Linked DNA regions of Mus musculus: regions 1, 2, 4 and 5 are each linked to region 3. Evidence: chromatin contacts called from public Hi-C, HiChIP or PLAC-seq and promoter capture Hi-C data. All regions are on one chromosome and are shown on one strand. The core of a region is the stretch at or near the end of the contact, and the rest is flanking DNA. Distances in the headings are between cores, read along the strand shown.

The links. Hi-C and Micro-C count contacts between places; a contact is called where the count stands out from the background. HiChIP or PLAC-seq counts read pairs in DNA pulled down with a chosen protein or histone mark. Capture Hi-C pulls out chosen DNA fragments and counts their contacts.
Region 1: a contact with region 3 is called in a promoter capture Hi-C map of adipose tissue. The contact joins two enhancer-like sites. A contact is called at or near these places in 3 of 15 datasets of contacts at CTCF or cohesin (the NIH/3T3 cell line, large pre-B cells and pro-B cells), 112 of 484 Hi-C or Micro-C datasets (the 63-12 cell line, the AML12 cell line, B cells and 64 more), 23 of 115 datasets of contacts at active chromatin or transcription factors (DN3 thymocytes, the HPC-7 cell line, SST interneurons and 19 more) and 4 of 9 other capture datasets (adipose tissue, embryonic stem cells, liver and 1 more).
Region 2: a Hi-C map of regulatory T cells shows a contact between it and region 3, with 2.5 times the contacts expected there. The contact joins two enhancer-like sites. A contact is called at or near these places in 1 of 39 promoter capture datasets (hippocampal neurons), 5 of 15 datasets of contacts at CTCF or cohesin (CD8 T cells, the G1E-ER4 cell line, the NIH/3T3 cell line and 2 more), 57 of 484 Hi-C or Micro-C datasets (B cells, the BV-2 cell line, the C2C12 cell line and 35 more), 17 of 115 datasets of contacts at active chromatin or transcription factors (the HPC-7 cell line, T-cell acute lymphoblastic leukemia, Th17 cells and 13 more) and 3 of 9 other capture datasets (adipose tissue, embryonic stem cells and liver).
Region 4: an H3K27ac HiChIP or PLAC-seq map of heart atrium shows a contact between it and region 3, with 2.8 times the contacts expected there. The contact joins two enhancer-like sites. A contact is called at or near these places in 1 of 15 datasets of contacts at CTCF or cohesin (pro-B cells), 9 of 484 Hi-C or Micro-C datasets (B cells, CD4 T cells, LSK cells and 5 more), 17 of 115 datasets of contacts at active chromatin or transcription factors (DN3 thymocytes, the HPC-7 cell line, the SCID.adh cell line and 12 more) and 4 of 9 other capture datasets (adipose tissue, embryonic stem cells, liver and 1 more).
Region 5: a Hi-C map of bone marrow-derived macrophages shows a contact between it and region 3, with 83 read pairs. The contact joins two enhancer-like sites. A contact is called at or near these places in 18 of 39 promoter capture datasets (the 3T3-L1 cell line, 3T3-L1-derived adipocytes, the C10 cell line and 11 more), 10 of 15 datasets of contacts at CTCF or cohesin (CD8 T cells, the G1E-ER4 cell line, the NIH/3T3 cell line and 5 more), 265 of 484 Hi-C or Micro-C datasets (the 3T3-L1 cell line, 3T3-L1-derived adipocytes, the 63-12 cell line and 134 more), 51 of 115 datasets of contacts at active chromatin or transcription factors (the 230-238 cell line, CD8 T cells, DN3 thymocytes and 38 more) and 5 of 9 other capture datasets (adipose tissue, bone marrow-derived macrophages, embryonic stem cells and 2 more).

What each region holds. Positions count from the first base shown.
Region 1 is chr2:165,831,238-165,835,480 of GRCm38.p6, reverse strand. It overlaps Zmynd8 (zinc finger, MYND-type containing 8), which reads left to right. Exons shown (of 23, transcript NM_001363020.1): 9 at 514-591; 10 at 2,057-2,172. Among named protein-coding and RNA genes, the nearest start is that of Gm11465, 48 kb to the left of the region's middle. Within about 2 kb of position 1,425, at least 31 of the 459 cell types and tissues checked have an H3K27ac peak or open chromatin away from gene starts, as enhancers often do. A contact at or near this core is called in the 63-12 cell line, adipose tissue, muscle stem cells and 2 more, where this site is marked.
Region 2 is chr2:165,790,676-165,795,005 of GRCm38.p6, reverse strand. It overlaps Zmynd8 (zinc finger, MYND-type containing 8), which reads left to right. Exons shown (of 23, transcript NM_001363020.1): 19 at 372-611; 20 at 2,039-2,202; 21 at 3,035-3,101. Among named protein-coding and RNA genes, the nearest start is that of Gm29993, 61 kb to the right of the region's middle. Within about 2 kb of position 1,620, at least 95 of the 459 cell types and tissues checked have an H3K27ac peak or open chromatin away from gene starts, as enhancers often do. A contact at or near this core is called in B cells, CD8 T cells, the G1E-ER4 cell line and 10 more, where this site is marked.
Region 3 is chr2:166,043,777-166,048,649 of GRCm38.p6, reverse strand. It overlaps Ncoa3 (nuclear receptor coactivator 3), which reads right to left. Exons shown (of 23, transcript NM_008679.3): 3 at 1,090-1,194; 4 at 695-867; 5 at 95-195. The coding sequence starts at 1,175. Among named protein-coding and RNA genes, the nearest start is that of Ncoa3, 54 kb to the right of the region's middle. Within about 2 kb of position 2,744, at least 140 of the 459 cell types and tissues checked have an H3K27ac peak or open chromatin away from gene starts, as enhancers often do. A contact at or near this core is called in the 63-12 cell line, B cells, the BV-2 cell line and 30 more, where this site is marked.
Region 4 is chr2:165,850,124-165,854,996 of GRCm38.p6, reverse strand. Zmynd8 (zinc finger, MYND-type containing 8) reads left to right here. Exons shown (of 23, transcript NM_001363020.1): 3 at 2,849-2,997. Among named protein-coding and RNA genes, the nearest start is that of Gm11465, 29 kb to the left of the region's middle. Within about 2 kb of position 2,351, at least 84 of the 459 cell types and tissues checked have an H3K27ac peak or open chromatin away from gene starts, as enhancers often do. A contact at or near this core is called in the HPC-7 cell line, LSK cells, the SCID.adh cell line and 3 more, where this site is marked.
Region 5 is chr2:165,911,754-165,916,492 of GRCm38.p6, reverse strand. No RefSeq gene overlaps it. Among named protein-coding and RNA genes, the nearest start is that of 1810021M19Rik, 28 kb to the right of the region's middle. Within about 2 kb of position 2,077, at least 122 of the 459 cell types and tissues checked have an H3K27ac peak or open chromatin away from gene starts, as enhancers often do. A contact at or near this core is called in the 63-12 cell line, the BV-2 cell line, the Ba/F3 cell line and 20 more, where this site is marked.

The sequences.
Region 1 (4,243 bases), core at 176-2,675, 210 kb after region 3:
CTGATGTCCTGGTTGTTATTAGTCAGTCAGCAAACTGAGTGTGTACTGTTGTGAACCTATGGTCTCAGCACTTGGGAGGCGGAGGCAGGAGACTCTCTTGGTCACTTTGAGGCCAGCCTGAGCTACCTGGCAAGATTCTGCCGCTCTCTGCCTGCCCTGTAATACAAAAGAAGAACTAGCCGGGCGTGGTGGTGCACGCCTTTAATCCCAGCACTCGGGAGGCAGAGGCAGGTGGATTTCTGAGTTCGAGGCCAGCCTGGTCTACAAAGTGAGTTCTAGGACAGCCAGAGCTATACAGAGAAACCCTGTCTTGAAAAACCAAAAACCAAAAAAACAGAAGAAGAACTAAAAGAAGAAAATCTGATCTTGAAATGAAAGTCCAAGCACGGAAAGGGGTCGGGGATTTAGTAGGGCTTCCAGATGGGGGACCCCCGGGAGCCCCACACTCTTAGTAGGGCTTCCAGATGGGAGGCCCCGGGGACCCCACACTCTAATGTATCTTTCTCTTTACAGATGAATGAAATCGAAGTCTGTCCAGAATGTTATCTTGCAGCTTGCCAAAAACGAGACAACTGGTTCTGTGAGCCCTGTGTAAGTTGGATCCCGTTCTTTGGTTTCACTTTTGGAAACTCTGGTGCCTTTGGTGGCTACACCGAGATGACCCTCTCCGGGGACTTACGAGACGAGACTGGGAAGCTCTAATGGAAGTTGTTCTGAAAAAGTCAGGGCGGAGGGGAACTGAGCAGGCTTTGGCGGCCTCTTGGGCGGAACCGTTTTGTTCCAGAATTAAGTGTCCTGGTAACTGGGTTGACTGTCGAGGGGGACTGTGACAATTGGGGTGCAGACCATAGGATGTGTCAGAACCGCAGCTGCAGCTTGCTGTGTCATTTGAAATAAAGTCTGGTTAGTTCCTGTTTTAAGACCCTAGATACACATCCCTGGGGGACTGTCTGTCTCTCCAGAGAGATCGTTGGTTTATGGAAGTGCAAAGCTATGTGGTAAACTCTTCTTCGACAGTGTTGGGCGTTGACCAAATCCAGTACGTTTTAAGCAATGGTTTCCAGCCTTCCCAATGCTGTGAGCCTTTGGTACAGTTCCTTTAGCCGTAAAAACGTTTTGCTGCTATCTCCTAACTGTAATTTTGCTGCCGTTATGGATCATAGAGTAAAATTATATTTTCCATTGACCTTAGGGGAGCCGAGACCCACAGGTTGAGAACCACTGGTCTCCAGAGTTGGGCATGGTGAGGTGGAGAGAGCGGTGGCGTGGAGGGTTCGAACAGGCAAGACCGGCTAAGTAAAGGATGGCTCAGGCCTCTCCTTGCCTCTGGAGATAAACACCAGTGGAGCTAAAGCTTGGGGGAGCCCCAGCACACAGTATGGCTCCTGCAGCTTCTTACTTTTGTGTAACTCCACATTTTGTACAAACTTAGCACAGAGTAGGTGGTGACTGTTTCTGCGGTGCCTAAGGAGGTGGACTTTTTGGGTCAGCCAGGACCCAAGCCTTATTCACTCTTTTAGCTTTCAGCTTCGCGCAGGCGCTGTTCAGGCTACACGCCTGCCGGGGGTCCCCTTGCTTGCCTGGCTCATGTCCTATTTTGCTTTCTAATTACTGTGATAAACACCCAGGCCTGCAGCAGCTTGGGGAGGCATGGGTAAATTTCATCTTCTAGCTTATATAGTCCTTTATCCAGGGAACTTAAGACAGGACCTGGAGGAGATCGGCTCACTCCGCCTTGCTTCTCAGGGCCTGCATAGCTTGCTTTGTAAATACACCCAGGACCACCTGCCCAGCAGCGGCTTGGACCCGCCCACAACAGATGTCAATCAAGGAAACGCCCTCCAGCTCTGTCTACAGGCCTGTCCGACGGAGGCTGTTTCTTACTTGAGGTTCCCTCTTCCCAGATGACTCTGCTTGTGCCAGGTTGACGGAAGCCTAATTAATCAGCACAGGGCTGTGCCCTCCCTGCCTCCCTGCGTTCAGGTTACCTTTCAGACTTGAATGTGTGTCTTGCTGCCAAATATAACGCCAACCCTGCCTTTTGTTGTTCTTCTAGAGCAATCCGCACCCTTTGGTCTGGGCAAAACTGAAAGGATTTCCATTCTGGCCAGCGAAAGCTCTGAGGGACAAAGACGGGCAGGTTGACGCCCGTTTCTTTGGACAACATGACAGGTGGGAGCTTAAAACAGGCTGTGCGTGGAACTTTGGAGAATGCCATCACAGAGTGAAGGTGGCGGAGGGGTACTGTGTTGTTCTTAAAAGCGAACTCTACCTTTATTTATTTATTTATTATATGTAAGTACGCTGTAGCTGTCTTCAGCCACTCCAGAAGAGAGCATCAGGTTTCATTACGGGTGGTGGTGAGCCACCATGTGGTCGCTGGGATTTGAACTCAGGACCTTTGGAAGAGCAGTCAGCGCTCTTAACCACTGAGCCATCTCACCAGCCCGAACTCTACCTTTTATCACTAGTGACTACGGCTATTGTTTTTATATATTGTCTTAGCAGCCTGTGACCTTGTTATTGCAAAATGTTTTCTGGTTGTCTGCCAAGCTTGGTGAGGGGGGGCTTCGTCCAGGTGTTTTGGAGGGTTAGCTTCAGGCGTGTTGGGAAAGAACCTCGCCTCCCTGGTTCTCTTGGTTGGATCTGGCTTCAGAAGGAGTTCCGTGGCTCTGTGGCCTGCTGTTTGATGTAGACTTATTTATCCCTTCTGTCTTCCTGGAGTAAATGAACACCTCTGTGCAAACCGCTTTTAAAAGTAATGCTTTCAGGACCCTGAGGTCGTTTCCCAGTTTGCCACTAAACGAAGCTCCTAGCATAAGATGGAGTACCTCCCCTCCTCATCCGCCTTCCTGTGTATCTAAACTGGGAAGTGACAGAGGGGATGATGTTTTGACAGACTCAAACCCTCCCTCCCAGCCTCCCCAGCCTCCCCTTTCCTTCCTGCACAGGCTGAGTGGAGTTATGGAGTCGCTCCAGTAGCTCCCTTTGCTTGGCGCCCCGTCTGCCTGTGAACACCAGGTAGTCAGAGACACCACTTACCATGCAAATTCCCTCGGGATTAAATGAAGCAAAGGTTCCTTGGGAGTATGGCCCCACCCCCGCATCTTGAGAAGATGTAGGAATGCAGTAGGGGTTAAACTCATGTGCCGCACAGAAAATAGATTTTTTTTTTGTGATAATCGGCATCTGAATTAGCATGCTCACTCTGTCACGTGCTTGGCTGATGAATCAAAGCAAAAAAGAAATGAAAAATCTCAATATTAGAGAGATTGAGTTTCTTACAGAAATTCCAGTGGTTCCCCCTGTCAGGAGAATAGGTGAGTTCTTGAGGTAATACTGGCTTTGGCGGGGTGCAGCACAGTTTAATTTTCCCACCACCACTCCCCCGTCTGTGGGGGGAGGGGCTCATGTAGCTTCAACTGGTCTCAACTTGTTTTATGTTGGACTCCTGATCTTCTTTGCCCACATCCTGAGTGCAGAAATTCCAGGCGTACACCTAGACACCTGGTAGTGTGTTGTTGGGGATGGATCCCAGGCTTCCTGTAGGCTAGGCAAGCCCTCTCCCCACCCTGTCCTGGTAGAATTCATCCCGAATGTCAGCATTCCTTCAGTTAAAGGAATGTGCTCCCTCGGGCTCTCTCCCATGGTGCATTGCTTCAGCACGCAGGCAGACACTTGTCCAAGCTAGGCTCCCTGTCTCCCATCTGTAGGAAATGCTTGGTATGAAGGCCCTGGTGGACCTGGCTAGATGGGCAGCGCCCAGTGAAGGGCTGTGTCTGGAGCCTGGGCTGTAATTAGTGGTTTGAACTGGGTGCTCTGGGGAGAGGCAAGTAAGAATTTGCTTTCTGTTTTTAGAGCAGGAGGAGCTGGCGGCTGGCTGTGCCTTAGCCGGCTCCTCGAAGAGCATTTGAGGTGTTCGCCATCTTAATGGGTTAAGACTCTCCTGTGCTAATCTGGTGGGTTGCTTTTAGGCACGGTGGCCCCACTGTGGTTGTGTGAACAGTACCTTAATGCCAACACTTTGGAGGCCTAAGGTATCCCCATCTGAAGGAACTGGGGTGCACACTCTTCCCAGGAGAATTCTTGGTTCTGGGTGAGCCCCCATCTCTCCCCAGACAGGGTTTTTTTTTGTTGTTGTTGTTGTTTGTGATAGCCTTGGTTATGGTAGACTTATGTTTGTTTGCTTGGTTGTTTGGGACAGGATCTCTCTGTGTGGCCCTGGCTAATCTGTGGAATTCCT
Region 2 (4,330 bases), core at 371-2,870, 250 kb after region 3:
AGTGCTTAGGACCAAGTTCGCACCCGGTAGGTGCTGTGTATGTATTTGACAGAAAAAAAAGTCAAAAGTGACTGAGTATTGGTTGGAATCGTTTGGAGGGTTTGTGGGATTCCTACAACTTGGGATTACTCAGGATGACGTCACTGGGGTCTCCTGTCACCTATATGCTAGACATGTCACTGACACCACAGCTGGCTATGGGACTCGAGTGATGAATGTCCCAGCTGGGTTACTTACTGTCCCAGGGCCACCGAGCTAGGGGAGCCATTTCCAAGTCAAGACTTAGGTTGGGTCTGTGTGAAGCTAGGGGTCTGATGCCCGGCGTCCTGTGCTGGGTCTGTGATGCAGCTAGTGTCCTCCTTCTCCACCAGAGTTGACCATGGCCGAGATGCGGCAGAGCCTGGAACAGGAGCGGGATCGGCTCATTGCCGAGGTGAAAAAGCAACTGGAGCTGGAGAAGCAGCAGGCGGTGGACGAGACCAAGAAGAAGCAGTGGTGTGCCAACTGCAAGAAGGAGGCCATTTTCTACTGCTGCTGGAACACCAGCTACTGTGACTACCCCTGTCAGCAGGCCCACTGGCCCGAGCACATGAAGTCCTGTACCCAGTCGGGTAATGTCTGGTCGCACACCTCAGGGGCTGCGTGGTGGGGCTTCCCAGCCAGGGTGCTAAAAAACACTTGCCCAGGCTCTTGCCACTTCTGTTCATAAACAACTGTTGCTCTGATATACAAGAGACGCAGATGTGAAGTTAAATCTCAAAACCTGGCAGTGTCTACAGCCTTCAGCAGCCAGATTAGTGGAGCTTTTGAGTGGTTGATCTAGTGCTGAGAGTGGTTCTGTGGTTCGTGTTCTCTCTCTCTCTCTCTCTCTCTCTCTCTCTCTCTCTCTCTCTCTCTCTCTCTCTCTCTCTCTCTCTCATGTCTACACTGTTTTGTCTGCATGGAGGCCAGAAGAGGCCACCAGATCTCATTACAGATGGTTGTGAGCTGGGAATTGAACTCAGGACCTCTGAAAGAGCAGCCAGTGTAGCGCTCTTAACCTCTGAGCCATCTCTCAGCCCCTAGAACCTCTTTGAGATGATAATGGTCCACTGCCTCAAACAGGATGCTATCCCAGTCCTTAGGTTAAGGAAGAGACCACCCCTGGATGTTCCTTGCTGTCTGGGGTTATCTGGGTGGGGAGTGGTTCTTTATGGTCAGTGTGCCCCACATTCGAGAATGTGTAATGTCAGAGACTAACCATATTGCAGAAGTACCTACACGGAGGCCTCTCCCAAATGAACATCACCAAACAACGATTGTCCAGTCAGTCTTGATAACCAACCAGTTAGTCTCCGGCAAACACACACCACCCGGGCTCTCCACATTCTCGAATGTGGGGCACACTGACCATAAAGACATTCCCCACACCACCCAGGTGGTGTGTGTTTGCCGGAGACTAACTGGTTGGTTATCAAGACCATAAGGAACCACTCCCCACCCAGATAACCCCAGACAGCAAGGAACATCCAGGGGTTGTCTCCTTTTAGATGCTAGCAGGAAACACCTGCTGTGGTTAGTCTCTGACATTACAAGCTGGACTTTCTTTGTGGTATGGTGACGTCTCTGTCTCTAACTCTTCTTCACCCAGAAGCTCTGTGCCCCTCTCAAAGGATGCTAGTCTCTCACTCTGCCTCAGCTGGGCTGAGGTGGATCTAGGCCTAGTGGAGGAGGTTGCAGGCTTCCTTGAACGGTGGTCACATCCTGGCTCCCCACAAGTTTCCTTTGATTGGAGAACATGTTCTCAGCAAAATGATGTAAAAATTGAATTGCTAAGTATGAAAAGGTCTATTTGCAAATAAAGTTTGGAGCTCTGGGTTTCAGAGTCGAAGGCCCATGCGAGATCTCTAAGTGGGTTTGGGAGAGATGGAGCCTGGCGAGGTTGAATTGGGACTGAGCTGTGGGGGCCTCGAGGGGTAGCCATTTGAAAGCTGGGCTCCTGGATGTTCACACACGGCTTGAAGCATCTCATGACTTTCTCGTTCTCTTTGGTCCCCAGCGACTGCCCCTCAGCAGGAAGCAGATGCCGAGGCAAGCACAGAAACAGGAAATAAGTCATCGCAGGGCAACTCCTCCAACACACAGTCAGCACCTTCAGAACCGGCCAGCGCCCCCAAAGAGAAAGAGGCGCCAGCGGAGAAGAGCAAGGACAGTAGTAACTCGGTGAGAATCCCCAAGCTGACAGTCGCCTTGTACCAAGGACCCTTTCCTGTATCTGCCACCACTGGATGCCCTTCACTGTTCCGGTTTATCTGGGTGGGGAATGGTTCTTTATGGCCAGTGTGCCCCCCATGCGAGAACACGGAGAGCCGGGCTGGTGTGTATGTGGGACCTTCAGTTGTTCTGTGGGGTTCCTCAAAGTTCAGAAGGGCGCCCCCCTGCGGAGGTAAAACAATGTCTCTTCTGGGGCCCTGGAAGCCACCAGCCACACGTCACTGACTAGAAGTGTGGCTGATGTGACCAAGGACCTGCTTATTTTAAAGTAACTTGGGATTGAAGTGGCCACGTGTGGCCAGTGCTGTTTCGATGGACCATAGGGCTCGAGCAGCTGCTTGCTTCCTGTGGGGTATGTGATAACAGTTGAATGCCTGGGCCATTTTAAGGGTCATGGTTACTGCTCTTTGCCTGCACTTGTAGCTGTGTATCTCAAGAGCCCAAATCATTAGATGGTCGGTAAAATACTATTGCCTCGGAAGAGACTTAACATGAAGTAAAAAGAGATTTTTGAGCAGTATATACCTTCTTTGCAAAGCAGGGTACTGGGTAGGTCTGGGGATGTAGTGGATGTAGGGGAAGCCAAGGCGACAGGGATGAGTGGGGGACCATTCCAATGCTTTGTTCTGGCCTTTCGGATCTGGTATACAGTGTGTGGCCGTCCACCTGCCCTGGCTCTGGTCTGATCACCAGGTAGAGACCTCTAAGGGTGGGAGGAGTGGTGAGCCATCCTGTGATTCCCTGGGGTTCTATGGTTTCATCTTTTTGTTTATATTTCTAGACCCTGGATCTTTCCGGCTCCAGAGAGACGCCCTCCTCTATGCTCTTAGGCTCCAATCAAAGCTCTGGTATGTCGCCCCCTGGTGGCCACATGGGGTTTTGTATTTCACTTGGTCATGTTGGGGGAAGTCAAAGGTTTGGGATTTTTTGGCGTACCTTGGATGGATTTGGGTGGAGGTGTGGCTAGGCGAGGTGTTACACAGGTGCCTCCTTGTATTGGTCACCCACGTGTGTCATGTTTAATGAGTGCACCCTTCACGGGGACACAGGGTGATCCGCTCAGGTCTCCGAGGTCCTCAGGGCATATTTGATTGATGAAGACCCTCAAAGCCTTTAGTGATGAATAGAACTTCTATGTTGAGCCTTCTCTGGGGTCCAGTACTAGGTGCTGTGGAATTTGAGCCTCCCTCTCCCGTCCTGGGAGCCTTGGGTGTCTTTTCCTACATTCTTCTGAACTTTTTCCCAGAATTCAGAGCCATGGCTTCCTTGGCCAATTTGACGTTCTCTCTTAGCTCCAGGATCTTTTTTGCTCCTTGATTTACTGTGGCTGAAAACTGAAAGCTACGGCTTTTCTTGTGTACAGTGGGTGCACAGAGGACTGCCACTGTCTGAAGGAAGACAGGAATGGTCCGCAGGAGTGGAGGGGGCTAGTGGTAGGGAGGAGATAACCTCACAGACTCAGATTGTAATGATTGGAGACTGCAGGTGAAGAGAGCAGCCCCTCCCCCTCTGTGCTCAGCCGTTCAGCCCCTCCCCCACGTCCTTGGCAGTTCCAGTGTGTTGCTAGGCTCCGGGTGCTCTGTCTTTCCATGACATTGTTAGCATCTTGGCTTTTCTTGATTGAATTGTGGTCTTTGATCTCCTCCTCCTCCTTCCTCTGACTCCTGAGTACTGGAGTAACGGGCCTGTGCCACCTCTCCTGGCTTGAATTCTGCTCTTCGCAAAGACAGAGTGGACTGGATTCTACCAGTTTCATACACTTAGCATGGAACAATACTTTTTTTTTTTTGAAATCATGTTTGTAGAGATGCCTTAATGGATTTCCCAGTTTTTAGTGATGATGATGATAAAAATAAGTTTAAAATACAAACAGGCATGGTGGTGCATGCTTTTAACCCCAGCACTCAGGAGTCAGAGGCTGGCAAGTTCTAGGGCAGCCTAGTCTACAGAGTGAAACTCAGTCTCAAAAAGCAAAGAAGCCCCCGAACTGAGTTAGGAGAAGAGCTCTGACCTTAGGGATGTCTTAATTCAGAGAGTGGAGCTGGCAGTATCCAACTTAGGAAATACCGTTTGGGAC
Region 3 (4,873 bases), core at 1,495-3,994:
CATTTCCAATCTCCCCTGCCCCCACACACATAAATCACAGAGTACAACAACCAAAGCATGACATGCTTTGGACAGCCACAATCCTCACACCTACCTGTAGTAAAAGCGGTCCTAAAGAGTCTTTATCAATGACTCCCTGCCCTGTAGAAGACACATCAGCTTTTTGAACATCATCATCACTGGAAATAGTTTTTCCTGAAGACACAGAAGGAAGCGTCGTGTTGAGCAGCACTACCTCAGCCCTTACACACACACACACACACACACACACACACACACACACACACACACACGAGAGAGAGAGAGAGAGAGAGAGAGAGAGAGAGAGAGAGACAGACAGACAGACAGACAGTATGTACATATACATGCAGAACACTCACTAGCTGATAAGAGAAGGCCTCAAGGTTTCCCAGGAAGGTAGAAGACACCTGGCTGGCTCCCTTCCTGCTCCCATGCTAGCCTAAGGGCCCTAGCTTGCCTCCCACCAGCATTCCGCGTTCTGAAGAACATCGGTCTTCTGCCAATTCTGTTAATTGTTTCTTAAAAGTAAGAGCTGGTCAACTCATGGGACTTTGGTAAGTCTTACTTAACACAAGTGAGGCTCTATTTAATCTCCTTGATCCAGAATGGGGGAGGGAGGATTTCATACATATTACAAGTCCAACACTTGGGTGTTTTTCTGACTCTGTGTTACCTTGTTCTTTTATTTGCCGTATCTGTCTCACTGTCTCCTTTAGGATGGCACATTTATCTGGCTTGACATTGAAGTTGTCGATGTCGCTGAGATTTGCAGAGATGAGCTCTGCCAGCTCCTCTATGTACTTGCTCTCCTGCTCCCGTCGCCACTTCTCACCACTGTAGACAAGCCTGGAAGGCGGAGAAAAGCCACAACTTACACCTCTCAAGAAAACTTAAAGCAGAATCCGCCCCATATTATGCATTAGTTTTGTGTGAAATAAACTAAACTTAGCCAACAAGAACCATCAAAGTGGTGGCACAAAGTATACACTGAAGAAATTCCTTGTTCAGTGTCACCTTTGATTAGTCCCTGGCCTTGAGAAACATCTGGAAATGGAGATGATCACCTACCCCTGTCCTGGGGCATCACAGGGCAGTTTGCGTTTCCGAGACTCAGCGGCCAGCGGATCCAAAGAGCTTTCGCCTAGTCCACTCATCCTGATCACAGATCAGCAACTGCGGAAGAAGAGGTGACAAGATTAAAGCACAAAAACAGGCATTTTCTACGAAGGTGTCACATGGTGGAACAGCTGTATCCTGTGGTCCTGGGGTATTTCTGTATGAATGAGTGTGTCTGCACAAGCTCAGAGCTCAGATGCGTTGTAATTATGCTGGGCATGGTGGTGCCAGCCTCTAACCCCAGCACTCAGAAGGCTGAGTCAGGAACATTAAGGATTCTGGTTAAGCCTGGTCTACAAAGCAAGTTCCAGGCCAATCTGGGCCCAGTGTCAACTTATATTTCACAAATAAATTATGTTTAATAAAAGACTATAGCACTTCAATCTTGAAACAATTCTGAATTTTATTTATACCAAGGTAATAAAAGCTAACCCAGTGATTTGGTAAGAACACTTCAAGTAATGAGCCCAGACTAGGCTAGAAGATTGGTTTTGACTTTCTGTATATGAGTGAGTGTTTGCCTACATGTATATATACATATGTATGTGTGTGTGTGTGTGTATATATATATAGCTAGCATGTGTATGCAGTGTCCCCACAAGCCACAAAAAGTCGCTGTCAATCCCCTGGAGCTAGAGTTAAGAGGCAGTCATGATCTACCATGTGGGCATGTTGGGAACAGAACTCATCCTCCTGTCCCCAGGCTCTTTTCCTAGGTAGCACTTCTGTCCACTGGATCGTTTCTCTTCCATTGTTAAGTCCAAGTTAGCCTAGACTATATTAACATGACTGTAGAACTACCCTACGTTCTTCTTAAAGCATAGGTGCAAAGCCAGATACACACTATACGACAGGTTGCCATTAAGTCACACAGCAGCCATTATTTACATACTGACGGCTGGAAAAATAATGTATCTTGGTTAAGTTTCGCACACTAAGACGATAAATACAAGTTATTTCTTTTTGAGCTTATAATGTCAGGGCTCTATTCAGCCTCATTTACTAACTAAGTGGTTAACTCGTGCGCGAACATGACAATCACTGGTCTAAAGAATCCAATGTTGCATCAGTATTGCAGCCAGCCAGCCTGCAGTTGTGCCACTAGGTGGCACAATTCCACCACAAAGGCCAGTTTAAAAATAAAAATAAAATGTAAAAAACCCCACATGATCAAACTTAAAATATGTAGGTCATGTTTGTTTTGAGACAGGGCCTCATTGCCCAGACTGGCCTGGAACCCATAGTTGTGGTTGGCCCTGAGCACCAATCCTCCTGCCTCTGCTTCATACTGAGCAACAAGTATTTGCCGTCCTATCTGTGGTCACACACACCTTTTGAACCCTCTACAGTGTCAGACTACAGCATCATGTAGACAGACAAAGTGTTAAACAGACAAGTGTGGTTCTAGCTGTGTTGTCAATCAGTTCAGAGATTATTTTTTTAACTGAGCAACATTGAGCGCTTACATACCTATCTTTACTTAACTTATTCCAGAAGTCTAACATTATCTTCTTGCCCTTGTGCTACATGGACTGCAAGTCCACGTGGAGAACCGTCAGTGAAGAGCAGTTCATGGTTTGATCTGTACTCCACAACAGGTCTGACTTTGCTGTGCAATACAGCATACAGCAGGAAATGAACATCAGTGGAGTGGTGCCAACTCAATGTAACTGAATACACAAAGACTGGCAGTGGCTCCCTCTAAAAACATTAAAATGCTGGTTACGGCTTACCGTTAACCAGCTTCCTTTTTGTTATCTCAGGGTTCTGACAGGAGAACATGCTTGCTAACTAGCCCGAAGCACAAGGACACATGGCCAAAAAGAAGAATTAGTGAGAGGCCTCAGAGGGCAGAGGCACTCTCTTGCCTCTTTCCTGGCAACCAGAGATCCATCCTGGGGCCCACAAGCTAGAAGGAAAGAACCATGTTTTCTGTACAATGTTTGTAGACTGAGACCTGTGTGCATGCACAGGCACACAAACGTTTAAAAAAAGATTAAACAAAAAATATCAATGCTGGTGTTCTGTTTGAGCAAGTTATTTTAAGGTCTAAGAAAAACCTTATTGTACCAAAATGAGAGGAGGTAGGCCATCCAAGGATAAGGCAGCAGAGACTGGTTAAGCCTTCCCCTTTTCCTAACTTAGTTAGTAACAGAGGGAGTGGATGAGACAGAGCAGAATGGCACTGAACTAACATACACTGGGTGGTTACACATGGTGACCCCCACCACACACATGTGATTAGTTCTGTTCTACAGATAGGGAAGTGGCTAAATAGCTTGCCTAGAATCATTACTAGATCCGGATGGAAGAGGCTATGACATATTCCATAACCAACCAAGCCATCACCAGAGCAAACGATTCATGACTCATTCCCTAAGTCAAACTCCCTCCACCCAGCTCACAAAGCTTCACAGCTTAATCAGGAACCACATAAAGTGCTGTAACATCTGCTGGTTAGGGGCATGAGGTAAGGGTCTGGGCAGGTAGGGGTTACCTCCACAGGCATTATGCCTCCTCCTACCCACCACTCCCCATGACACTGCCTGAACCATGCTCTGCCAGGCCTGATACCACCCTGTCTTCCACATGACTGTTTGTGTCTTCTCTAATTAATCTTTGTCTCAAAGAGGCACATTTTTCAAAGTACCTCTGGTTTCCTGCAAGTGACAATCAGACCTCAATCCTATCAAGGACTGTCCAGGCTGCACCACTGAAGAGCACGGCCTGACTTCACTGTACTACAAAAACATGTGCACATATAAACTGTCAGTGAGGGCCAGCACTGGATAAAGCTGGCCTTTCCAATTAGATGTGTTTACTTTCAAATAGATAACATTTCATTAGAAGTCTTTTTGTTTGTTTGTTTTTTCCCCCAAGACAGGGTTTCTCTGTGTAGCCCTGGCTGTCCTAGAATTCCCTCTGTAGACTGTAGACTAGGGTGGCCTTGAACTCACAGAAATCTGCCTGCCCCCACAGCCTGGTTCATTATATCTTTTTAAATCTACATTCATTCACAGCACCAATCATTCATCAGAGAAGACATTTAGTAATGAATCAAATTCACCAATATCATGTTCAAATGTTATCATTGGCCATCAGACTTCACCTCCAAAGAGCGAGTTTACCTTATCACTTTCAAAACATTGTCTGCCAAATATACAAACTTGAAACCCATAGATTGTCAGTCACTGATTCAATTAAAAATAGTATTTTGAGGCTGGAGAGATGGCTCATCAGTTAAGAGTACTTAACGTCTGCTCTTCTAGGTATCCTGAGCTCAATTCCCAACAACCACATAGTGCCTCACAACCTATACTGGGATCTGACATCCTCTTTTGGCATACATGTATATAGAACATTCATATACATAAAATAAGTCTTAAAGAATTTCTGAGGACTCAAAAACTAAAATAGTATTTCAAACCAGGAATGGTGGTGTGTACCTTCAATCCCAGCACTTGGAAGGCAGAGGCAGGCAAATCTCTTGAGTTTAAGGTCAGCCTGTTCTATAAGAGAAAGTTCCAGGACTGCAAGAGCTACACAGAAAAACCTTGTCTGGGGTGGGGGAGGAAAGACAAAACAAAAAAAAAAGTATTTTAGGGGCTGGAAACCTGGGTTCAATTTCCAAAACGCACAGGGCAGCTCACAATTCCAATTCCAGAGCCTCTGACACCCTCTTCTGACCTCCACAAGCACCAGGCATGCACATGATCCACAAACATAATGTGTAGGC
Region 4 (4,873 bases), core at 1,102-3,601, 190 kb after region 3:
CTTGAACTCAGAAATCCGCCTGTCTCTGCCTCCCAAGTGCTGGGATTAAAGGCGTGTGCCACCACCACCCTGCCAGGTCACCTGCAGTAAGTACTTAGGCTCTGACATGGGCAGAGTTGATGGGTTGTATTAGCTGCACGGAGAACAAACCCCCAGCTCCTTCCAGAGGCCTTGCGGCCCACAGCAGCCCAGCCCCCACTTTATCTGCCTGTGACATCACTCAGGGGCCCCGCCCTCCTTTACTCGTTATTGCCTTTTGCCTGCACCTGCTGCCTTTCATGCGCAATTGAGCCTTCTAAATCCCTTTCATTTCCCTTACTTTGATAAAGTCACACTGTCTGTAGTACACCAGGGTATATGCTGATATATAATCCCTTCTGCAGGCCCGCCTCCTGAGACGCCCACCTGCTCCCCCAGGAACCTGGCTGGACTTTGGGGTCCCCCCTGGAGTATTCCAGGTGTTTATATGCAGGATCGCATCCTTTTGGGGATGGGGCGTGTCGCCTCCTGGAGGCGCTAGACGTGTTGTTTTGTAACTGGACCCAGGCTGGAGATTGCCATACAGGAGTCCCTGGAGAGATACTGTCCCTCTTGGTGCTGGGGGATGGGACCGGGAGCCTTGTGCCTGCTGGGCAAGTGCTCTGCCACCAAATGGCACCCTCTGTATTACCTCATCACTCTTTCAGTGCGGGAGGGGTGGAGAGTGTGTGGCACTCTGTTAACTAGCCTGACCTGGAACTCACAGCAATCCATCTGCCTCAGCCTCCGAAGTGCTGGGGTTACAAGTGCCCGTGAATACAGATGTCTTTCTTACCCATGATTTGTGTGTTTGTGTGTGTGTATGTGTATGTGTGTGTGTGTGTGTGTGTGTGTGTGTGTGTGTGTGTGAGAGAGAGAGAGAGAGAGAGAGAGAGAGAGAGAGAGAGAGAGAGAGCGCCTGGATGTCAGTTATCTCCCCCTTGTTTGCCATGCATACAGCAGTCTACCTGGCCCATAAGCTTCCGGAGAGTCTCTTGTCCACCTCACATCTCGCTAAAGGAGTGCAGGGATTACAGATTCAGGCAACCATGGCTAACTTTACACGATGTCTGGGCTCGGGTCCTTTCGCTTGCACAGAAGCACATAACGGATCTATCCTTGAACTAACCACTACGTTCTTCATCTTGAGACAGGGTTTCACCGGCCCGGAATTCACTCTGTCAACCAAGCTGTTCGCAAAGTCATGGAGGTTTCTCTGTCTCTGTCTCTGTCTCCTGGCTATGTTCAGCCTTCTTCTTGATTTTTAAAATGTGTACAAGGGTTTTGCCTGTGTGTGTGTAGGTGCACCATGTGCGTGCAGAGGCTGGAAGGTGGCATTGGGTGCCCTGGAACTGGTGTTACAGATGGTTGTGAGCCACCATGTGATTGCTGTGAATTGAACCCAGGTCCCCTGGAAGAGCAGCCAGGGCTCTCAACCGCTGAGCCATCTCTGCAGTTTGCACTTAGCGTTCTTAGTGGCCAGAGAATGTTTTGTTGTATGGCTGCCACGCATTAAGCCACTCCTGTTTGTGGTCACTGAAGTTTGTGTCTAGTCATGGTGGTAAAGTGTCAAGTTGAAGCAGAGAGCACCTGCTGATACCCTCTAGGCTCCTGGTATCCTTTTCTGCTTCTCTCACTTCAGTTTCTCAGGGTGTGAGGTGCACCAGGGCATACCTTTGTCCCTAAGTTAATGAGCCCACCATCGGGCATGAACGAATTGTGGGTCTTACAGGTGAACAGGTGGATTGGTAGTGGAGTGGCAAGAGTATAAAACCAAGGGCAAATTGACCGGGGTGGGTGGGGCTTTTTAAGGAGAGAGTCAGTGCGAGTTCTTTGTTTGATGCCTTTAGACAAGGGTCTCAGACAGGGAGTGGGTGTGGCATGAGAACTTTCCTGGGGGAGGGGCTTGCCCTACTCTTAGCCAACTGAATGGGGCGCACTGCCTCCTTGAAGTGTCTCGGGGGTGTCTTGATTTTGCTGTTGGGCAGGGTGTGGAGATGTGTTTCTTGGGTGTCAGAGCAACACCCCTGCTTGTGTGACCACTTCTAGTAACTTGATGTGTTATTTTTTTTTGTTGCTGTGACCAAATCCATGACAAGAACCTAAGGAAGGTAAGGTTTATTTTGGCTTTCATCTTGAGGGGATGCAGGCTGCCATCTTAGGAGGTGGTGGTCGGCGGTGCTATCCGTGGCAGCGGGAGTGGGCAGTCGGGCTCCTCATGACCACAGCTCTTGCACAGGAGGTAGAAACAGAACAGGAAGCATGGCTTGGGCCTGGCTCAAAAATGTCACAGTCCACCCCTAGTGACCCGTTTCCTCCAGAGAGGCTCCTTCTCCTCAATACCACAGCTCCCACGACAGCGTCACCAGCTGGTGGCTGCAAGTTGAAGTATATGAGCCTCTGTGTGTGTGTGTGTTTCTCACATTCAAATCGTGGTCATGGCCTTGTCGCCAAGGTCGTGGAAAGGGCTGTTTTGTTTTAAAAAGTTGGTGACAGCTTCCCATGTAAAGATAGGTGATTGCCCCACAGATGTGCCAAGTCAGTCGGGGCCTGTGGGCCTTGGGTTGTTTTTATTTTTGTTTGTTTTAAAAGGGAAGGCAAAAATCTAGGTGGTTTGAGGGTTCTCTTGTTGTGTCCTTGGCACCTAGATAAGAAGAAAGACTCAGTGTCCCGAAGGAAGAGACAGGTAGATTCTAGGAAGAGAAAGTACAGACCTGTCACTCAGGGTTTGGGAACAGAGCCACAGTGACTGTGTCACCTGCACACCCTCACCAAATGACCCAGGCCTCCTTGAGAGCATTTCAAACATGGTCCTCTGTGTCTCTTTCAGATCCTGTCTCTACAGAGAAAACGGCCCCGAAACGGAGGTTCCCCAGCCCTCCACATTCCTCCAATGGCCATTCGCCCCAAGACTCATCCACGAGCCCCATTAAAAAGAAAAAGAAACCCGGCTTACTCAACAGTAGCAATAAGGAACAGGTAAAGGAGCCGCTGTGAGCGGCCTCTGTACCGGTGGTGGGATGGGGGCCAGGCGGCAGTGATGCAGCTTGGGTTCTTGGCTTTGCTGTAGGAGGCTGCCTGGCACTCGCTGCCATTTACATAAAGGGCAGTTCAGAAGGGGCCTGTGCAAACGTGTTCAGTGGGGTTTTAGATCTATTTTGAGGACAGAGGACAGAGCTATATGCCAGATACCGGGGGTGGTGGTGGGATAGTCTTTGGGTTAGTTTTTGGTGGTCTCAGGGTTTTCTTCTCCTCTGGGCTAAGACAGCTGCCTGAGGGGGTGGGAATTGTGTGGCTGAGACCATTTTCTCATCTGTAAAATGAAGGTCAATGGGGAAAGAAACCATCTGAGTCCAGCTTTGGTCATGGGCCACTGTTTCTTCTCTCCGCACACAGACCCACCTACCTGGCAGCCGATGCTGCTGTCAGAAATATGGAAAAGGATTTCCCCCCCCCTAAAGAATATTCTAGCTTTACACTCTCTGATGCAGGCTAGGTAGTCTTCGGATGTGAGCTGACTAGGGACCCGTAGATGGACTGGGGAGGATGTCTGTTCTCTGTGTGACTGTGAGTTTGGGCCTCGTTTTTGGTGACGGTTCCTTCATCTATTCTGAGCTTTTATCAAGTGCCTGAGTGAGCTCTAGGGAGCAAGCGTTGATTGAAGCGAGGTTGCTGCTTTTATGGGCAGAGGCCTCACAGTGGTTAAATGCCTACCGCCTCGCGTATATGTTTCTGAACACAAATCTGTTTTCATTCTTGAAATTATATAGTGAGTAGCCAGCTCCGTCTTGGCTCTGGCTTTGGGCATGTTAACCTCTTGTGTGCCGTGAGCTTTCTCATTCACAAGATGAGGATTGTGGTACCATCCGGTCCACAGGGCTGTTGTGAGCGTTAACTGAGTGCCATTCATATAGGATGATGCAAACAACGTTGACAGAATTTGGAAAGGAAGCTGGGCTGTAGCAATCTTTTCCTTTTGAGTCAGAGACTCATGTATAACTCTGGGTGGCCTTGGACTCTGGCTTTAGTAATCTTAGCCTCTGCACACAATCAAATCCCCCAGTCTCTGAAAAAGCATTATAGATCCACACTGTCTGGCGTGGTAGTCACAGCCATGCATGGCTTTCTTGGGTGAGAATCACTTGGAACTGGGTTTTTCTTTTTCTTTTTTATTTCTTTATAGGATCTATTTATTATTATATGTAAGTACACTGTAGCTGTACTTCAGACGCTCCAGAAGAGGGCGTCAGATCTCATTACAGGCAGTTGTGAGCCTCCATATGGTTGCTGGGATTTGAACTCAGGACCTTGGGAAGAGCAGTCAGTGCTCTTACCCACTGAGCCATCTCGCCAGCCCCCAGGAACCAGGTTTTTCATTTCATCTAATTTAAAGTTAAATGGATGACTGTGGTCTCCTGTTAGATGGCACAGATCTAGTCGTTTGGGAGGGGTAGAAACTGTTTCTGGTAAAGGGAAGCACAGAGGTGTTGCCTCCTCAGGGTCTCAGGGCAAGTGGGGTTAGCTTTGCTCGTCTTGCTGTTGACATCTGGCCCCTACCACCTGGGGGCCATCCTAGCTAGTAAGAATGAAAGACTCCGGGCAGTGGTGGCGCATGCCTTTAATCCTAGCACTTGGGAGGCAGAGGCAGGAGGATTTCTGAGTTCGAGGCCAGCCTGGTCTACAAAGTGAGTTCCAGAACAGCCAGGGCTACACAGAAAAACCCTGTCTGGAAAAACCAAAACAAAGAAAGAAAGACTCAAAAAGAAACACACTGCTGTGGGTGTGGCTCTGTTTGTGAAGCGATTGCTTTGCAAGTATGAGGGCCTGACCTGAGTTTAAGAAACCCTTGTACCTA
Region 5 (4,739 bases), core at 828-3,327, 130 kb after region 3:
TGTATGTTTAGGTAGAAAGACAAACCGTGGGGCTGGAGAGATGGCTCAGCGGTTAAGAACACTGACTGCTCTTCTGAAGGTCATGAGTTCAATTCCCAGCAACCATATGGTGGCTCACAACCATCCGTAACAAGATCTGGCGCCTTCTTCTGGAGTGTCTGAGGACAGCTACAGTGTACTTACATATAATAAATAAATAAATCTTTAAAAAAAAAAAAAAAAAAAAAAAAAAAAAAAAGAAAGACAAACCGTGGTAGTTGGGTCTCTCCTTCTATCAGTAGGTCCCAGGGATTGAACTCAGAGCCTCAGACTTGGCAGCAGGCACTTTCAAACATTGAATTGTCTCACCTGATGTAGTAAAATCTTTTCAATTGACAATAGGACAATTGCTTCCCGAATCTGAAAAACTTGATCCCACTTCACCATCAAGAACTGGCTTAGCAGGGCTGGTGAGATGGCTCAGTGGGTAAGGGCACCCGACTGCTCTTCCGAAGGTCCGAAGTTCAAATCCCAGCAACCACATGGTGGCTCACAACCACCCATAATGAGATCTGGTGCCCTCTTCTGGTGTATCTGAAGACAACTACAGTGTACTTACATATAATAAATAAATAAATCTTTAAAAAAAAAAAAAAAAAAAAAAAAAGAACTGGCTCAGCAGTTAAACGTTCTTGTTCTTGCATAGGTAGGGTTCAATTCCCAGCAGGCAAATGGTGGCTCACGGCTATCCATAATTCTCCTGCTATGAGATTCAGAGCCCCTTTCTCACTTCCTTGGGCACCAGGCACATATGTAGTACATGGTAAGCACACACATAGGCAAAACATTCACATACATTATAAATAATAATTTTTTTAAAAAGAGCCTACTCAGAGTCTTCCCACAGGAGAGACATGGACCTCCAGCCCCAAAAGATTTGCTTTCCTCCTCTCCCCCACTTCTCTCTCTCTCTCTCTCTCTCTCTCTGTTTTGGTTTTTCAAAACAGGGTTTCTCTGTGTAGCCCTGGCTGTCCTGGAACTCACTCTGTAGACCAGGCTGGTCTCGAACTCAGAAATCTTCCTGCCTCTGCCTCCCGAGTGCTGGGATTAAAAACGTGCATCACCACACCCGGCTCCCCCCACTTCTCTCTTACTGGTCTTTTTAGACAGGGACTTGCTATGTAGCCCAGGCTAGCCTTAGACTCTGAAGTCCTTCTGTCTTAGTCTCCTGAGTGTTGGGATCACAGGTGTTAAGTAGCGTGACTGGTGAATTTTCTTCTCCTTGTGTTTTTGGTTTTTTGTTTTTGTTTTTGTTTTGTTTTGTTTTGTTTGAGACAGGGGTTCCTTATGTAGCCCTGGCTGTTCTGGAACTTACTCTGTAGACCAGGCTGACCTTGAACTCATAGAGATCCACCTGCCTCCCAAGTGCTGGGATTAAAGGCATGCATGCACCACCACAGCCTGGCCCAGGTTTTCTTCTCCTTTTAAATGTGTAGGGAAAGTTTTTATCTCACCATCTTCCGAGCCAAAAATCCAAGATCAGGCGGATGGACATCGGTTCCATTTCTGGAGCCTGGTGGCAAATGGCATCACGGCAGGAGTATGTTCATAAGGGATAATGTGAGAGGCAGGAAGCCAGGGGGTCCAAAGTGGGGAGTCTGTTTTGTTTATTTCTATGTACCCAGGAGCGGGTCTAGCACCCAGCATACCTTAGGCTCACAAAGAACATTTGCACAATGAACTGGTTAAGAAGGCCCAGCTTTCAAAGCAGCAACAGCGTTTAGGAGACTTCTAAACCTGTCAGAACACCTGGAGAGCTTTGGGCCAGACTTCCCCAGCAAACTCCTAAGGAAGGTCGAAAGTGAGAGCCCGGTCAGCCTAGCCTTTCTCGTCCTCGACCCTGAAGTCCCCAAGGCCTGTCCACACCCTTCCTCTGCATTCCACAGCTCTGTGGTTCCCGCCTCCTTTCAACACCCTGCGTTCTGTCCGAGGATGGAATGGGCTGAATAATATTTTCCATGTTCTCAATGAGACACAAGAATGGGCATGACTCAGGCAAGACCCAGCCAGACCTGTCAGGAGCAGAACGCTGATCGGCCACCAGGGGGTGCCATGGGTCCGTAGTCCCTGCTTTCTGGTCTGAGGCGAGTTGGTTGATCCTGGCTGGATACTTTCAACATTTGGGGCCCAGAAGGAAATACATTGCACAGGCTCCCTTTTACTTATAGAAGATCAACGATGAAACCTAAATTCTGGCTACTTTGCCTATATGATTCACTCAGCCCTCGGAACCTGTGTTATCCATTATTAGTAGTAAGTGATATAAGTAACAACTCCATTGGATCACTGGATTGTTGTTGAGTATGTAATCAAGCAGAAACTTGCAGGAAGCAAGGGCTGATCATATCAGGGGCTTTTGATTGCTACAGTAATTAACTTGGAGCAGTGGCACTCAGCTAAGTCCCAGCAGAGCTTGCTGGAAAGAAACTTTCAACTATACCCTAGGCATCCAGACACACCATGCATCAAAGCCAAGACTTAGCCCGTGCTAGGCAAGTGTTCTACAGCCGAATCCAGCCCAGCCCCACCCCAGCCCCCCACTCCCCACCCACCCACTCTTTTTTTTGAGACAGGGCCTCTCTACATAGTCCTGGCTGACCTGGTAAGTTCTATATAGAATACTTACTATATAGAACAGATTGGCCTTGAACTCACAGAGTTCTATCTGCCTCTCTCTGCCTCCTGGGTGCTGGGGTTAAAGATATACGCTACCACACTTGGCTTTTTTATTTTTTACATTTATCTATCTATCTATCTATCTATCTATCTATCTATCTATCTATCTATCTATCTATCTATCTATCTATCTATCTAGTGTTTGTGTGTGTACATGTGTCGTGTCCCATAGCTAGTGTCAGAGGACAATTTGCTGGAGTTGGCTCTCCTCTCTTTCCACCATGTAGGTCTCCGGTATAGCATTCAGGTCGTCAGATGTGGAGGCAAATGACTTCACCCAATGACCATGCAGCCCAGATGTTTGGGCTTTCTTCTCACAGTAGATGAGTTTACAGGCCTGGGCCACCAGTCCTGCCTTGGTCTTAGTGTCCTTTGTTTTATGTGTGTATATACTTGATGTGTGTGCACACACACGTGGAGGTCAGAGGTCAGCATCCAGCGTCTTCCTGAATTGCTCACATCCCCCTTTTATTTGTTTAGTGTGTTTATGTACAGGGATGGGGACATGCGCATGCTACGGGTGTGCACGTGGAGGTCACAGGACGGCCCTCAGAGCCAGTTCTTACCAGCCACTGGGAGCAAGGTCAGCTAAGACACAGTCACAGCCAGTGGGCAAGTTTGCAGGGCAACCTCTGTAGAGACACTGAGATTACAGACACATGTACTACTGCATTTAACTGCGATTCTGACCTCAGATCATCAGCCTTGCCCAGCCTCACCCACTAAGCCATTGCCCTGGCCTGACCTCTTGTGTTTTAAGAGTCTCTCACGGAACCTAAGACTCCCAATGCGGAGCCTCATGCTTGCACAGCAAGCCTCATACTGACCACTCCATCTCTTCGTACCTTTTCGTTTGTTTGTTTTTGTTTGCTTGTTTGTTTTGTTTTGTTTTGGTGGGGCAGGGTTTTGCTATGTAGCCCAGGCTGGTCTAGAACCTGTGTTATGTCAGCTGGACCGACCTCTGACCTGGCCCCACTCCTCTCTTAGCCTTCTGCATCTCATGTTTCAAGACTGCCCTTCTTTTGACTGAGAAACCTGAGGGAAAGGCTGGGGCACCCTTTTTCTCAGGAAGGTGCAACAAGCCTTTTACTTGACTCAGACAGGAGTGTGAATCTGCCTAGAGTGGGGTGCAGCGGTTCCACTGCAGGGGCCCCTAAAAGTGACTCCCCACAATGAGGCAAGTGAGCTTAAAGAGCCATTTCATTTCGTTTCTTTCTTCCTTTCTCTCTTTTTCTTTTTCTTTTCCTTTTTCTTTTTCTCTTTCTTTTTCTCTTTCTTTCTTTCTTTCTTTCCTTTCTTCCTTTCCTTTCTTCCTTTCCTTTCTTCCTTTCCTTTCTTCCTTTCCTTTCTTCCTTTCCTTTCTTCCTTTCCTTTCTTTCCTTTCTTTCCTTTCTTTCCTTTCTTTCCTTTCTTTCCTTTCTTTCCTTTCTTTCCTTTCTTTCCTTTCTTTCCTTTCCTTTCTTCCTTTCCTTTCTTCCTTTCCTTTCTTCCTTTCCTTTCTTCCTTTCCTTTCTTTCTTTCTTTCCTTTCTTTCTTTCTTTCTTTCTTTCTTTCTTTCTTTCTTTCTTTCTTTCTTTCTTTCTTTCTTTGGTTTTTCGAGACAGGGTTTCTCTATATAGCCCTGGCTGTCCTGGAACTCACTCTATAGACCAGGCTGGCCTCGAACTCAGAAATCCGCCTGCCTCTGCCTCCCAAGTGCTGGGATTAAAGGCGTGCACCACTACTGCCCGGCTCGTTCGTTCATTCGTTTTCTCTCTCTCTCTCTTTCTCTCTCTCTCTCTTTCTTTCTCTTTGGGTGTGTTTTGTCTGCATGTATGTCAGGGCATCACATGATTTCCTAGTACTTGTGGAGGTCAGCAGAGGGTGTAGTATACCCTGAAACATGAGTTATGGATGGCTGTGAGCCTCAGGTGCTCAGGTAGGTGCTGGGATCTGAACCCAGGTCCTCTGCAAGAACAGTGCTCCCCCCCTCCCCCCAAGACAGGGTTTCTCTGTGTAGCTTAGAGATCCACCTGCCTGTCTGC